Regions from separate parts of the Mus musculus genome. Here regions 2 and 3 are each linked to region 1. A link is a contact called in public HiChIP or PLAC-seq and promoter capture Hi-C data. All regions are on one chromosome and are shown on one strand. The core of a region is the stretch at or near the end of the contact, and the rest is flanking DNA. Distances in the headings are between cores, read along the strand shown. Region 1 holds the start of Gata2 (GATA binding protein 2). Region 2 overlaps Eefsec (eukaryotic elongation factor, selenocysteine-tRNA-specific). Region 3 holds the start of H1f10 (H1.10 linker histone).

Region 1 (2,700 bases), core at 99-2,598:
ATTCCCCCACCCCCACCCCCGCCAAGACACTTGGAAATGGACCGAAACCCTACAGGTCCCAGACCCTCCCTAAGAAGTCCCTGCCTCCATCTTCTTAGGCCCGATTTCGCAGCTGCTCAGATTCCTGTGGATCCCACATCCGGGAAGCAGCAACAGGCCGTCCCCCCTCCAAGGCCTGGCCCGGGCGCCAGGCTTCCAGAAACCTCGGGGGCCAAAGCTCACCATGCGCCGGGCTGTAGGAAACGCGCGCGCGCGCGTGGGCCGGGTTGGCGTAGTAAGGGTTGCCCTGCGAGTCGAGATGGTTGAAGAAGACATCCACCTCGTCGGGAGGCAGCAGCTGTGCTGGCTCCATGTAGTTATGCGCCAGGCCCGGATGGTGCGAGTCGGGGTGCTGCGCATTCAATACGGCGGGGTGCGCCATCCAGCGAGGCTGCTCAGGCGCCACCTCCATGGTCCACTACTGTGTCTTGGGAACCAGGCGAAGGTGGGGCGGCCCTGGATAACAGAGGGAATGTGAAGGACACTGCCGCCTTCTGACACCCCCATTCCCAAAGTCTGTGTCTTGAGAGCAAAGACGTTCCATCGGAGCTTCACTGAGGACCAGTCCCGGGTGGAAGGAAAGCGCAAGGTTTAAAACGAAAGGAAGGTGAAGGAAGGGGTTCAGCCTCATACACTTGCAGGGAAACTCGCGTTCCCACAGACGCAACTCCACATACACGAGGTCACACACACGGATAGGTCCTGACATCGGTGACCCCCCCAAAACGCACGCGGAACTGAAATCAGGTTCTCACACCGTGCCCCTGTCCTCTGGGCACACAAACACATAAACTCTGACTAAAAGTTAGAGACAGTTGCCTAGACATCCACTCTGGGGCACACGCTCTCCCACGCCCCCGTAACACTTTGACAATATATACACAAACTAACCCCCAACACCCCGGGCCACCCCAAAAAACGCACCCGCAGTTCCTGGGGCTGCGAGCCGGTCCCCAATGCACTCTCTAGCAGTCAGCCAACCTCTCCCCAAAGCATAAGAACGTAATCGCCCACAGGAGATCCTGGTCTGAGCTCCACAGAGATCCCTCCAACCTAGGAATGTCCACAAGCCCCCTGAACCTCAAACTTACACTCGCAGCGGCGCGGGAAGGGGAGGGCTCAGCAGTAGAGAGTAAGAGACACCAGGAGAGCCCGGGTACGGCGGGCCCAGCGACAGCGCGTTCCAGGGCCGGCGGATTCACGGGATAGGGGTGGGGGACAGCGCGCGTCTCGGCCTCCGGCCCGCCCGGCTCCGGCCCCTCTGCATCCTCCGGCCGCCCTGGCGCCAGCTGCCGACTCCTGCACAGACGTGAAGCGGGGGCCGCGCACGCCTATGAAGCCGGCGCCAGCCAATCAGCGCCGCGCGCCGCCCAGCCTCCGCCCCCCCATTGGCTGCTCCCGCCGCTTTGGCCGCTGGACTTCGGGAATGACCCGCAAGCTGGCCTCCTAGGCTGCCTGGCCCCCTACCAGCGCCCTCTCTGCGGCCTCTGATGCCAACGCCCCCCCCCCCCAGGGGACCTTCGCCGTGGGCAGACCCTGCACCCCTCCGGCAGACGCTCAGGTCTTCCAACCTCTGCCCTCCCAGCAACTAGGCACGAATAGGGTCCCTGACTTCCCAGGAGCCGAGACGTGCACCTTCTGGGTATCTCTCTGCTGGGACCACAGCTTTCTACTCTCGGGCGGAGCCCCACCTCCACTGCTACGGACGACGGCCAGCCCAAATCCAACTGACTCCCCAAACTCTCTGTCCTTCTATCAGGGATAGCTGTGCAAGAGGCTGGTAGGATCCGCTGGACAACATGAGTCTAGGGATTGTGGACTTCTCTAGGGCACCCGAACTTTGAGCACTAAGACACTTGAGGCTGTGCTAGACCAATAATGGTCGCGGTCAAGCCAGTGGCCCAGGGAGGGGGAAGGGCTCCGGGCGGGGCCTTAGTAGACCACCAGGCTGAACTGCCTGGGGCGAGGCCGTGGAGCGGGAAACTGGCGCCAGAGTCGGCTGAAGGGAGACTCCCGGGGTATTAACCATATATATTTTTTCTTTCTAAGGGTCCCCGAGACGGTCTTTAGGGAGAGGGAAGCAATGTTGTGAGCACTTTTTCCCCAAAGTCACCTGGAGTTTTTCTCCACAACACCTCCATTCTGGAGAGACAAGTGAGTTCAGTGGCGAGTATACAAACCTAGCTCCCTCCCTGGCTATAGATGGGAGACCTAAACTCCAAGAGTCCAGAAAGAAGCTTGTGAGTCCAAGACTTTTAGGGGAATCTAGACAGGTGCGATGGATTGGCCAAGCTTGGAGCCCTCCACATAGCTCCTCTATCTTTGCAGGGACCGAAACCCCTAAAGAATAATTCCAGAGGAGTCCCAGGTTGGTCCCGAGCTGGGGAAAGGCTGGGGTCCCCGCCGCCCCCAAGGATGGGGGAGGGGCGGCAGGATTGACAGTCCGTAATTGGGTAACTGGAGGCGGCTTCTCCGGCCCGGCGGCCCCGCCACCGCGACGCCGGGCCCCTGACGTCACCCGATTCGCCAGGAAATGAACTTTTTAATAATCCAAGGAGGGTGGAAAGCCCTCGGTCCCCTCGGCTCGGGGGGCGCCCAGCCAGGAGGGCTCAGCTTCTCGGGCGCGCCCCCGTCACCCCCTCCCAGGTCCTCTGCGGACAG
Region 2 (2,700 bases), core at 158-2,657, 150 kb before region 1:
TTTAAAAATAAAATAAAACAACAGTAAAAGCACTGTAAACATTGCTGTAATTGTTCACAGGCTTTAACTTGTAATAATTACAGGGAGCAGGCAAGTGAGACGCCTTATTAAAATAGAGACACTTGCCTGCTTTTGTTTGAAATTTTGGTAAAATACTCCATTATAACATATTATTTTAAAAACTAAATTCTGTCCATTCGGAGTTTGGGTATTTTTGTTTTTGTTTTGTTTTTTTCTTCAGAATATTTAAATGAGCTGACTCTGGGCAAGGGCCATTCAGGAGTCTGGGTCTGCCTTGTGGGTCACTGAACTGTTAGCACACAGCCATGATATAGCCTCTTCCTGGGTTGGCTATTCAGGGTAGCTTTTGTGAAGAGCTCAAATGTGGACATAGTGCTGAGGACCTACCTGGCCTGTGCTGCTGCTGATCTTGCCATCTACTGCTTCACCCCCTGGGACATATACACAGATGCCTACAAGGTAAAGCCGGCATCTCAAGTCTGAGGGAGCAAAGACTTCTGAGAAGAGGCTGAGCTGCTGAGGCCAGGTTTACAGGCTTCCAGGCTAATGCCAGGGTCGCGTGGTGAGAGGAGCTCAAGGTACTGTGGACCATGGCATAGCAGTACAGTGATCCTTAAAAGTATTGAGGAGGTAGTCTTACCAGGACTTGGTGAAGGTTAGAACTTAGAAATGGTGTGGGAAAGACATGAGATGGATGACCCCAGACCTCTAGTCTGAGTTACTGCTGAGTAACAGTACACTTGCTAAGAATGAGATCCCTGAAGGTCTGGAAATAAGCAGGGCTTGTAGCCAGGGCTGTGGCTTAGGTTTCAACAAAGTAGAGATGTAAGGAACCTCCCCCAACACACACACACACACATGCTTGATAGGATGCAAGCTAACAAACAAGTTTGCAGCTCAACATTTGGGATAGTTTTCTATCTGTCAGTACATCCAAGCCTTGTACTTAGGCTTCTAGTATGAGATGATTGGGAAAGTTTTTTAAAAACATAGCCATAGAGGACCCGCTAGGGCTGCTTCTGATATCTCAGCCTCTTGCCTCAGGAGCTGTCCCTATTCTGAAAGATGAGGGGGTGCCTCTGGGGACCCCTGAGAGAGGCAACCCTTTCCTGCTAGGGCCAGGTAACAGAGAGGGCAGCCCCCTACTTCCCAGCCTCCTGCCTCCTCCTCTACTGCTGCCGCTGTGAAACAAACTGGGGTGCCTGGGCGGAAGGTCAGGAGTTTAAAAGCTTGTTTGATTCAAGACTGGGGTAAGAGACAGGAGGGGAGTGCGCTGGTTTTATATGTGGATCCTGGTATTTTCTTTTGAGCTGGGGCGGAGAGTGGAGGGGCAGGGAGGGAAGGCAGGCTGCCAGAGGGAACATTGCCAAGCAGAGCACTGCTAATGCAAACCATACGGCTGGCGGGCAGGCAACAAGGCCCATCTCCTGGCCTGCTTAATGCAGTCCTTGCAGGCAGGCAGGCAGGCAGCCTGGGCAGCAAGGCTGCTTAACCCTTCAGGTGCTGAGCCAAAAGCAGGCCCTTTTACTTCAGCATGTGGCCATTTCTGTCCTAAGCCATAAGAAATAGAAGATTTAACAGTGGCATTGGATTCTACCCACTGGGTGTCAGCAGCACTATTCCTCCCAGCCCATTTGTGACGATTCAAAATCCCTCCAACATTCTGGGAGTCTGCTTGTCTGGGATTGGGAAAACCATTGTGAACAGCCATAGGTCTACAGCAGGTAATTTCAGCCAACAACCCTCCTGGGAAAGGATGGCCATCCATTACTGGGCTATTCTTAAAGTGTTGTTAGGGATGAATAGTGGACAGGCAGCTGCACTTCAGAAGGGAAGCCAGATTTGCCCAGGGCTGCATATACAGTGTTCACCATTGTCTGCCCACACTCCCCTGCTCCTCCCAGTCCCCAACTCCTCCACCTGCTAGTTCCCAGCACAGCAAGTGTAGCCCATATCAGTCTCTGGTCATAAGTGTGGAGGCAAAGCCTGTACAGATCAGGTAGCAATGACGTGAGAGTAATGGTCAACCTGTGTGCAAAGCCCACTGCTGGCGTCAAGTGATAGACGGAGACAGAGACTTATCTAAATAGCTGGAGTAGATGCAAAGCCAGGTGCAGAAGCAGGTTTCAGAACGCCATGGAACTTGGCTCCATTTACATATGCACTCAAGTTTGTACAAATGCGTCAGAAGAGGTCTGGAAGGAGACAGCACAGTGCGAGCAGTGGCTATCTTGGGGGAGTGACAGGCAGTGGAATTTAGGGAGCTCAAAGAGCTTTCATGTCTTAGTCTGTGTAATTGGTGTTTAACTCTTTACAACGAGCCAGCAGTCATCTGTTTCTCGTGGGGCTTTTATGAAAGAAAAAAACATAAAGAGTCAGAGAAAGAAGAACTTTTGTTCCATTCTCCCATGTCTCCATTACCTCCCTTTTGTGCCCTCACCCAGCCTAGGCCCTGCAAAGCCATTCTATGCTGGGGAAGCTTCTGGTGGGGCCTCCCTGTTCTGGTGGGCCTGTGGCCACCCAGTGCTTTTGTGTGCTATCTACAGGCGAGTCTGACCCACTTGGAGCTTAGCACAGCTGAGGCTTACTGCAAGGTAGCCCAGATCTGGGCCCCCCTGTGCTGGACCTGCTCTCCAAGTGGCAGCCTTGCTCTGGTCATGAGCATCACTCCTCACTTCC
Region 3 (2,856 bases), core at 61-2,560, 220 kb after region 1:
CTGCTAAACCCTGGCCACTTCCTGACGATCCTTCCTTTGATGGGGATGAGGTCGTGGGGTGCGGGGAGGCTGGCACACCCACGAGTACTGAGTTTGAAAGGCTGAGAATCTGGGCCTTCTTGATCTACAGGCAGTCACTCCCTCTTTTCACCCAAGAGGCCAGGGAACTGCTTACCTATTGGAACAAAGCTGGCCTGGACGCTTTAGTGGTGTCTACTATGTCCTCCGCAGGCTGGCCATTGCCTGCACAGCCCTCTCTCCACCGTTGGACTACTTCCCAGGCTTTCAGGTCCTTCTCTGTACCACCACCTCCTTCAAGTCCTCCCGCACCAAGTGATGCAGTATTCGATCCCCCAAAGCCGGCAGGATCCTCAAAAGCCAAATCCCCTGCCACACCCTCTAAGGGAAATGCCTTAAGGGTAACCTTACACTTTTCCATCCTGGAGCCCCCATCTAATTCTGAGGGGTCCAGGGACGGCTACTTAAGCATCACAAAATGGGGTACTTGGGGCCAGAGAGTGGTGAGGAAGTGTCTAGGGAGAGGCCCTTGTGGTCGTGCCTGCACTGACTCATCTTTGAGATGCCAGGCGTGCAACCTCAGGGCAATTCCCTTCTGTTGGTTCCCCTTAGGATTCTGAGAAGACCCCCGCCCCAGCACGCTCTCGGGCTTTGCCTTGCTCCTGTCGGCCGCGTGAGGGCGTACCCTGTGTTAGTTGGGACAAATTAATGCCCTTCCTGCGGGCAGGGCTGTGGTCCCCTGGGCCCAGAACCAACTCAGGTGCCTGAGGAGCACTCTTGTCTGCCGCCTGCAAAGTTCTCGGTCTTGGGGTCTCGCCCGGGGCCCGTGCTAATCCTTTGCAAATCGAGCGCCCCCCTCCTCCATGCTCCTATAGCCTGGGGTACACACCTCTGAGCCGCTCCGCTGAGCCCGTCCTAGGCGCAGGCCGCCTCTGCGCAGCGCAGCGGGCTCGGATGCTGTCCAGGGCACACTGCTGAGGGTGCAGCCGCGCCCGGGAGCCGCGGGCGGAGGAGCCAGTGGCCGCGGAAGGCGCTCCAAGAAGCACAAGTTGGCGCTGGACTGGGCCCAGGCTGTTGTTGTTCTCAACGTGGTCCGCCACGGGGAAATAAAAGCGGAGCGGGGCGCGCTCTCCGCCAGAGCGTAGCGCGCACGCCCAGAGCTCCGGAGCCCGCGCAGTGCTGCCGCGCTCCCCGCAGGCTCCTCTCCGCATCCCACCCCCCCAGCCCCGCCGCGGCCGGCCCGGCCCCCGCCCGCACCTCAGCCCTGCCGCCTGGTCCCAGGCCCGGCCGCGGCCGCTCCCGCCTGGAGCCGCCGCGCGCCCCCAGTCCCCCGGCGCCGCCGCGGCCCCTCGCCTTCCTCTTCCCGGCGCGGCCCCCCGGCTACCGCGCGCCGCCTGCCGCCAACCCGCTGGCCACCATGTCGGTGGAGCTTGAGGAGGCCCTGCCGCCAACGAGCGCCGACGGGACGGCCCGCAAGACGGCCAAGGCCGGCGGCTCTGCGGCGCCCACGCAGCCCAAGAGAAGGAAGAACCGCAAGAAGAACCAGCCAGGCAAGTACAGCCAGCTGGTGGTGGAGACCATCCGCAAGCTGGGGGAGCGCGGCGGCTCGTCTCTGGCGCGCATCTACGCTGAGGCCAGGAAGGTGGCATGGTTCGACCAGCAGAACGGGCGCACCTACCTCAAGTACTCTATCCGGGCGCTGGTGCAGAACGATACGCTACTGCAGGTGAAGGGCACCGGCGCCAACGGATCCTTCAAGCTGAACCGCAAGAAGCTGGAGGGCGGCGCGGAGCGGCGCGGAGCTTCGGCGGCCAGCAGCCCCGCGCCCAAGGCGCGCACGGCGGCGGCGGACAGAACGCCCGCCAGGCCGCAGCCGGAGCGGCGCGCGCACAAGAGCAAGAAGGCGGCGGCTGCTGCCAGCGCGAAGAAAGTGAAGAAGGCGGCCAAACCCAGCGTGCCCAAGGTGCCCAAGGGCCGCAAGTGACGCCCCTACGGTCTGGCGACATCGTCGAGTTTTCCATCTGTCTCTATCCCTATCCGCCCCCCCCACCCTCGGTGTACCGGTTCCGTAGGGTTCCGCCTGGCCCAGGTCCCTGATCCCTGTCCCCTCCCCCGCCCCTCCCCCAGCGATGCTGCGTTCTGTTTGCTTTAGGTTTTTGAAACGGCCCTGGCGACGCCCCCATTGGCTCTCACCCTTGGCAACGGCCGTCGCCATGGTTACCGGCCCGGCGGCGCCAATGGCCTGGTGGCGCCTGCCTACTGTGCCCGCTGATGGCCACCAGGCGCTTGGGTTGTGTGGCGCCTTGCTCCGCCCGCTGCCTTCCTGGGGCGCAATAAACGGTTCCAACCTTGACCATTGTCGTTGTCTTGTGGGCGCTGGAGGCTGCTTGGGGTTCCTGCGGGGGAGTCGAGGGTCATTAAGACCAGCTAGACAACTAGCAGGCGCTGCCAGAGGTGGGACAGATGTGCCCAGAGACAGCTGCCCAGTGGAGAACTCTTGTAAAAGTGGGTTCCCAGTCTTGGGTTGCTGCAGTGTCCAGCATATAAAAGATAAAAGATTTCTACATGTTGGAAATTAAACCTCAGGATCTAGTGCAACATAATGGACAGTTTTACCAAATGGAAGACTAGGAAGGTTCTGAACAGTATGTACACATACAAGTAGGGTGAGATGGAACCCGAGTTAGGGGAGGGTTACATGGTGCTCTTTCCCTGTATCACCTTTTTGGGTCTTGGCAGTGTCTTGAGGGTGGGAAGGGACCAGTGTTTCTTGGCAGGTGTGATCATGAAGCAGACTGAGCTGCCCAAAGTGGGCATTTCACTGCCTCTTGGATGTCT

Evidence for each region. HiChIP or PLAC-seq counts read pairs in DNA pulled down with a chosen protein or histone mark. Capture Hi-C pulls out chosen DNA fragments and counts their contacts.
Region 2: an H3K4me3 HiChIP or PLAC-seq map of craniofacial prominence shows a contact between it and region 1, with 2.8 times the contacts expected there. The contact joins the enhancer-like site here to the promoter of Gata2 in region 1. A contact is called at or near these places in 12 of 39 promoter capture datasets (the 3T3-L1 cell line, 3T3-L1-derived adipocytes, cranial neural crest and 9 more), 1 of 15 datasets of contacts at CTCF or cohesin (the NIH/3T3 cell line), 2 of 484 Hi-C or Micro-C datasets (the G1E-ER4 cell line and uterus), 5 of 115 datasets of contacts at active chromatin or transcription factors (bone marrow-derived macrophages, craniofacial prominence, fetal liver and 2 more) and 2 of 9 other capture datasets (adipose tissue and pancreatic islet).
Region 3: a promoter capture Hi-C map of adipose tissue shows a contact between it and region 1. The contact joins the promoter of H1f10 here to the promoter of Gata2 in region 1. A contact is called at or near these places in 2 of 115 datasets of contacts at active chromatin or transcription factors (double positive thymocytes and pancreatic cancer cells) and 2 of 9 other capture datasets (adipose tissue and liver).

Annotation. Positions count from the first base shown.
Region 1 is chr6:88,197,312-88,200,011 of GRCm38.p6, reverse strand. Gata2 (GATA binding protein 2) reads right to left here and starts at 1,348. Exons shown (of 6, transcript NM_008090.5): 1 at 1,131-1,348; 2 at 223-495. The coding sequence starts at 451. It overlaps Gm38708 (a long non-coding RNA gene), which reads left to right and starts at 2,629. Exons shown (of 4, transcript XR_001785312.2): 1 at 2,629-2,700.
Region 2 is chr6:88,342,373-88,345,072 of GRCm38.p6, reverse strand. All of the region lies in intron 4 of Eefsec (eukaryotic elongation factor, selenocysteine-tRNA-specific), which reads left to right. Among named protein-coding and RNA genes, the nearest start is that of Eefsec, 100 kb to the left of the region's middle. Within about 2 kb of position 1,407, at least 106 of the 459 cell types and tissues checked have an H3K27ac peak or open chromatin away from gene starts, as enhancers often do. A contact at or near this core is called in craniofacial prominence, second pharyngeal arch cranial neural crest and uterus, where this site is marked.
Region 3 is chr6:87,979,936-87,982,791 of GRCm38.p6, reverse strand. H1f10 (H1.10 linker histone) reads left to right here and starts at 1,310. Exons shown (of 1, transcript NM_198622.1): 1 at 1,310-2,371. The coding sequence starts at 1,436. The coding sequence ends at 2,002. Gm5577 (predicted gene 5577) reads right to left here and starts at 1,109. Exons shown (of 2, transcript NR_026990.1): 1 at 908-1,109.